Linked DNA regions of Rattus norvegicus: region 2 is linked to region 1. The links are chromatin contacts, called in public Hi-C maps. All regions are on one chromosome and are shown on one strand. The core of a region is the stretch at or near the end of the contact, and the rest is flanking DNA. Distances in the headings are between cores, read along the strand shown. Region 1 holds the start of Rexo5 (RNA exonuclease 5). Region 2 holds the start of Ldaf1 (lipid droplet assembly factor 1).

Region 1 (2,741 bases), core at 74-2,573:
TAAGCTCAGCAGTCAGCAGGCCAAGGCAAAATTGAATTTAAGAATAGCTTACAGCACATAGCAGGCCCCTGTCTCAAACAACAGCTGTGTGCTGACAGAAGGAAACTAGGGATAGATTTTAAGTCTTGGGTCTTTGTGCTAACTGCCATCCTCTCTTGAGTTTAGTGTCCATTTTACCTGAATGAGCTTCACAAGCAACTAATCTTATTGAGGAACTCAAATGACTGGAAAGATGCACTACAGAGATTTTGCTATTTTTGCATTTTCCAAGCCTTCGCTATGTTCTAAGGGGATGGAGCCTGTTCCTAAACTCTAAAAATCTAGGGGAGGAAGTAAGATTACCAGAGTACTACTGGAAGAATCTATGATAAAAGACTGCCAACAGTAATATACTGCAGTCCAAAGAAAGAAAGGTCCCAAATGTTGATGAACACAATTTTAACTAGGCAGACACCTGGAATAGCTACTTTGGCTATTTGAAAAAGACAAGATGTGCAGCCAATATAGGGATTTGGAACGAAAAACTAATATTTACTAGTCACTTTTTCAGCAAATATTAAACTAGGATGGTGATGTCTTTTAAACAATTTTAGGTGGAAGATATGTTTGCAACATGTATTTTATGCACGAGAAAAGTAAACAATTTGCCTAAAGATAGCTATAGCATGTTAACCTTTGATAAGACTTTTCACTCTTGAAACCCATGCTATTCATTAATACATCAGATAGGGGTTTGTTTTGGATCTGGTTTTGTTGTTTTGAGACGGTCTCACTATATAGCCCTAGCCTGCTTGAACAGCTCCATGTGGACACCGGCTGGCTTCCAACTTGCCACGCTGGTGTTGTAGGCCCCTGTTCCACTATGCCTGGCAAGTTCACACTGTGTCCACAAATGTCAAATGTGCACAGCGTATCCAAAAGACGAGAGAGTCTCTAGTAATTCTGACAATAAAACTGGACAAGGCAGGTCACTTGGACGCAGTAGGTGCGGTGGCACCAGTCTGAGTACAGTGTGCAGCGCTGTCACATACATTCCAGGCGTTCCCAGGGGCCATGAATTAACAGACCTGATAGAGCGCGCCACGCAGAGGACCGGGGTTTCTCGGACTCCTCCAACTTGGCGCGAAAGGCGAGTTGGAGCCCGAGACCGAGAAGACCAGGACCCTTTTCAGATCCAGACCAAACGCCTGCGGATGACCGCCGCCCACCCTGAGGGGAAACCCCTAGCGTACCGTGCCAGCCGCTTGGTCGCCATCCCGGACCTTACGTTTCGCAGAGTTCAACGGCCGGAAGTCGGACGCCCTCACTTCCGGTCTGTTTAAACGCGGGCGCGGCAGACGAAGCCGGTTCCTGTAGGGCAGCGGCGGCCCTCAGCAGCGGTCTGTGGGGCGTTGCCTAGGGTTGGTTCGGGACCTGGGGGGAGTGGACAGTCGCTTGTGGAGGGGGAGCCCCTCGCTCTGCGCAGGACGCGCCTCAGGGAGCGTTTCGAACTCCGCGACGCCTGAGACTGAGGAAACGCGGACTTATAGTCTGCACTGAGGGAAAAGGCGTAGGTCCGCGGCTTTTTCTATGAGAGCCAAGCGTAGTAAACTGGTTCGAGCTGCTTCGAGGGAAAAATAAACGGTCACGCCTCAACAGCGCTTCGCTGGAGAGCCGCTGGGACGCGGTTTCCTGGTCGCTGCGGGTCCTCAGCTCCACCTGATCTTTTCCCTACAGCCTGATGGAGCTAGAGGAGGAGGAGAACCCCAGGAAAAGGAAGGAGACCCCGAACTCGGCCTTGACTACAGAGCTGGATAGACCTTCGTGGGATGTTCAGGATCCAGAGCCTCAAGCCAAGGTGAGCAGAGGAGAGCTCCAGGAAACCTGCCCAAAGTCACTTGTGGCTAGGAGTCACTTTCTCCAGAAGGGTCCCTGCACAAGGATAACGGCTCACCCATTGACCTCACTGAACTCTGCTCTGTAAAATTGAGTCAACCGGATGCCACCTATCCTAGGCTCTACGGATAGTTTAAAACTGACAGTGTCTGGTACACAGAATATTCATTTAACAAATATTTATTAAGATCCGTATAACAGAAAATGTTCCAGGAATATTCATGTACACCTAAGCAGGATTCTCTGTTTTCATACAATATTTATGAAGAAGTAAAGTATGAATGGTCATTTTGATGGGGAATGTATCCTAGGGAAATGATTAGATGGATGAATGATATCAGTAATAGGATGTCCTAATATTTGTATTTTATAATGTTTCATCAAAAAGAGAATTTTTAATATATAATTTTTATTATACATTTAAAAGTGTATTTAGCCTGAACCATTTTCTCATGTTAAAGTTGTGGTTATATAATCGATAGGGAAAAAATTTAGATTAGGGTGGGGAGGTTATAAAGCAAATGGATGTAAAGTCCCTTGGGGAAAGGGTAGTACAGAGATGAAAAAAAGCTTCATCTTTGGGGTCTGCATTCCAGTTGTGCTTTTGTTACCCATTTCTTCATTTCTTTGTTATAAAATGGGAGCAGTGGTAAGTTCCCACTTAAAAGTTCTAAGAAATAATTTAGTACAAATAAATTTCTCAAAACTGTGTATGGCTAAGAGTTGGCAATGTGGCTCAATAGGTAGTAGAGGACTTGTCTTGCATGTATCCTGAATTAAGTCCCTAGAACAGCCACTCAAAAAAGTGGTTAATAGTAAATACTTAACCTTAGCCCAAGTTAGGGTTTCTATTGCTGTGATAACAT
Region 2 (2,741 bases), core at 98-2,597, 320 kb after region 1:
CTTAACCTCTAAGCTGCCTTCCTGGTCTTCTCTCTCCTCCCGTGTAATATTTTTGAGTTCCTATTACGTGCCTGAGAGGTACTCAGTCCTTTAAAGGCATCTTTTTCGTTGTCCTCAGTAAAACCCTGTGATTTCTCTTTTTACCCAAGAGTTTACCCATCTCCAGGATGCTATTGGTACAGGGCTCTGGGAGAGAGGTGGGTCACTCCAGGACTTTGGGTGAAAAGAGCCTGAGACCTGTTTAGCAGCAGACGAGTACCTGGGCTTGCCCTTCTCCTCATTTAATGGGTGAAAAAGATGTGGCTCAGAGCACTGTGTGGTTCAGCAACATTACACAGTGACACCTAGGCTTGGGCACTGAGATGGGGACTCCAGAGGCCCAGCCCATAGTTTTCTGCTGTAAGTTCATCAGCAGTGCTTCTGCCTACCTGATGGTTGATGATCGCACCCCATCCCCAACCCCTTGGAAGCATTTTAAGTTATTGCAACTGGGAGGGTCTGTTACTGTATTTTTTTATTTCATGGGTAGAGACCAGGAATGCCACTAAGCACCCCAGTGTGCTCACAAGACATCTCAGAAGCAGACTTCGTCCCATCTCAAATGCCAGTAGTATTAATATTGAGTAACTAACGGGGTTCCTCAGGCCTACATTTGAAACCGGGAAACATGGGTTTCTCTACCAAGCGTCCTTGAGAAGAGGATTTGTTTCTAGCTCTTTGTTTTTGTTTTTAAATCCGTAAAATGGAGATAATCCCTCTCTAAGATTCTCTGGCTGCCAACATTTGCGCCTGCATAATGGCTAGAACCTTCCAGTACAGGAGCTACCTAACTGATTGACTGGTGTGACTTGAACTCTAGGGGTGAATCCAGAACTAGTTCTGCCACTATAATCCCACCTCTAGTTGCCAATCCTCCTAAAATGTGGCCCCAGAACTTTCACTCCAAGCCACCGGTGTAGGAAGAGACTGTCTCCAGACAGTCATTTACTCATTAGTCATCCACTAGAGCCTAAAAGTTTGTGGGGGTTGTTCCTAGAGTGTGTAGGAAGAAGCGGGCTGCCTAGCAAAGGTGTCAAGCCGAGCAGCTAGACGTCTGGATACACTACTCTTCCTGGCCAGGCTGGGAAAGCGCGGCGGGGACTTGAGCCTGGGGCGAGGGCCAGGGTTGGTCCTCCGCGAGAAGGGGCGAGGGGCGGAGCCTCGGCGAGGGGCGTGACAGAAGGGCGGGGCTTCGGTAGAGGAAGAGCGCTTGTTGGTGAGGTGGAGCGAGTCCGGTTCCTTCCCCAAGTCAGGCCTGTGCCTCTTTTCTTCCTTCCACTTCGCTTTGCGCCCTCTGTGGCTACGGGGCGGGGTATTGCGGCAGCCAGCACCAGGTGAGAGAGCAAAGCTGGGGTGTGAAGTAGAGGACCCCGGCTGGCTGAACCCTCCAAGCTCGGCCTAGGAAGCGGGGGAGTGCAGGGGCGGTCGCGGGAGAATGCACTAGCTTCCTCAGCCTGTTGCCACCCGCCTATGGGTTGGTGATGAACTTTGCCTGTCTCCTTGAGTTGCTGGGCGCGGCTAGGAGCTCGCAGGGAGATCTCATCCACCATTTCCAGCCATCTCCATGCTTACACACTGGCAGCTAGATTGGGGAGGGGACGGGATGGGGAGGAGCCACCAATGCCAACCCACCGGAGAGGCCCTACCTTCCCTCTTGAGTGGGAAGAAGTGGAGTCTGGTCTGAGCATCCTCACCTTCTCCAACAGGGGTGCCATGCGCCACAGCAGGAGGGAGCTACAGGTGTCAAAGGTGGGTTTGCCCCAAGTGATTAGTGACAAGATCCCCAATTGCCCTGAGTTCCGATCTCTTAGTTTCTGTGCCCCATAGTCGTGATCAGACCCATCCACTTCACACCGGTTTCTTTCTCTGTGGATCCCTGGCCTTAGAATTGAAAGCCTCAACCCTCATCGGAAATGGGGTCCAGAATAAATTCCCAGGAGCCCCGAAGGCCCTGCCCCCATCTGGGGATTCGACCCGACTGGCAGCTGGAACGTTCGCGATGGCGGTTTGTTTGCAAGATGCGAGACTCGGAAGCCAAAGCTTTATTTGGAACCTTAAAAGGGGCGGGGCGCGATCTCAGAGAACTTGACTAGGCCCCCTAAAACTGAGAGTAGGCGGGGCACCTACTCTCCCCCTAGGCTGGTTGGGGTGGTGCAGTCCCACCTTCCCTGTGGTGCTGCTCAGAGTCTGCAGAGGACCCTAGAAGGAGTAAATGGTCAGGAAATTGTTGACTGCGGTCCTCCTCCGCATTCTTCCTACCCTTGCTTTCAGCAGGCTCTCCAGACCGGTTCAGTGGCGTTTCCCAGGCCAAAGAAGAGTTGTAAGGGTGTAGTTTGATTTGTTGTAGCCCACTGTGGAAATGAGATTAGGTAAACTGAAGCCTGAGGCCATCCTATATTCAATCTTAGCGCCAGCTGCTGCTTTAACAACATAAATAATGATGCAGGCGTTGATTCTCTCCTGACCAAGGGGAGAGACTCTTTAGCTGGTGTCATGAAGGTTTGCTTACTAGACTCTGTGGTGTAGACACTGGTAAGGTGTGTTTCCTCATGTAATACCAAATAGGCAAGTGGTATATCCAGTTATTTTGGGCACTGTGACGGAATCTACTGAGCACAGGTCTATAACGTATATAAGGCTAGCTGCAAGGAGATCCTATTTTTTTTCCAACCCAGACATATGTTCTAGGAGACATAAACTAA

The links. A called contact is a pair of places that touch in the nucleus more often than the background predicts.
Region 2: a contact with region 1 is called in a Hi-C map of Schwann cells, with 5 times the contacts expected there. The contact joins the promoter of Ldaf1 here to the promoter of Rexo5 in region 1. A contact is called at or near these places in 7 of 12 Hi-C or Micro-C datasets (the A7r5 cell line, the Rat2 cell line, Schwann cells and 4 more) and 1 of 1 datasets of contacts at active chromatin or transcription factors (oligodendrocytes).

The regions. Positions count from the first base shown.
Region 1 is chr1:183,598,732-183,601,472 of GRCr8, forward strand. It overlaps Rexo5 (RNA exonuclease 5), which reads left to right and starts at 1,324. Exons shown (of 20, transcript NM_001079706.1): 1 at 1,324-1,400; 2 at 1,717-1,837. The coding sequence starts at 1,721. Eri2 (ERI1 exoribonuclease family member 2) reads right to left here and starts at 1,255. Exons shown (of 9, transcript NM_001191114.1): 1 at 1,233-1,255. The coding sequence starts at 1,255.
Region 2 is chr1:183,914,572-183,917,312 of GRCr8, forward strand. Ldaf1 (lipid droplet assembly factor 1) reads left to right here and starts at 1,348. Exons shown (of 6, transcript NM_194354.2): 1 at 1,348-1,373; 2 at 1,746-1,788.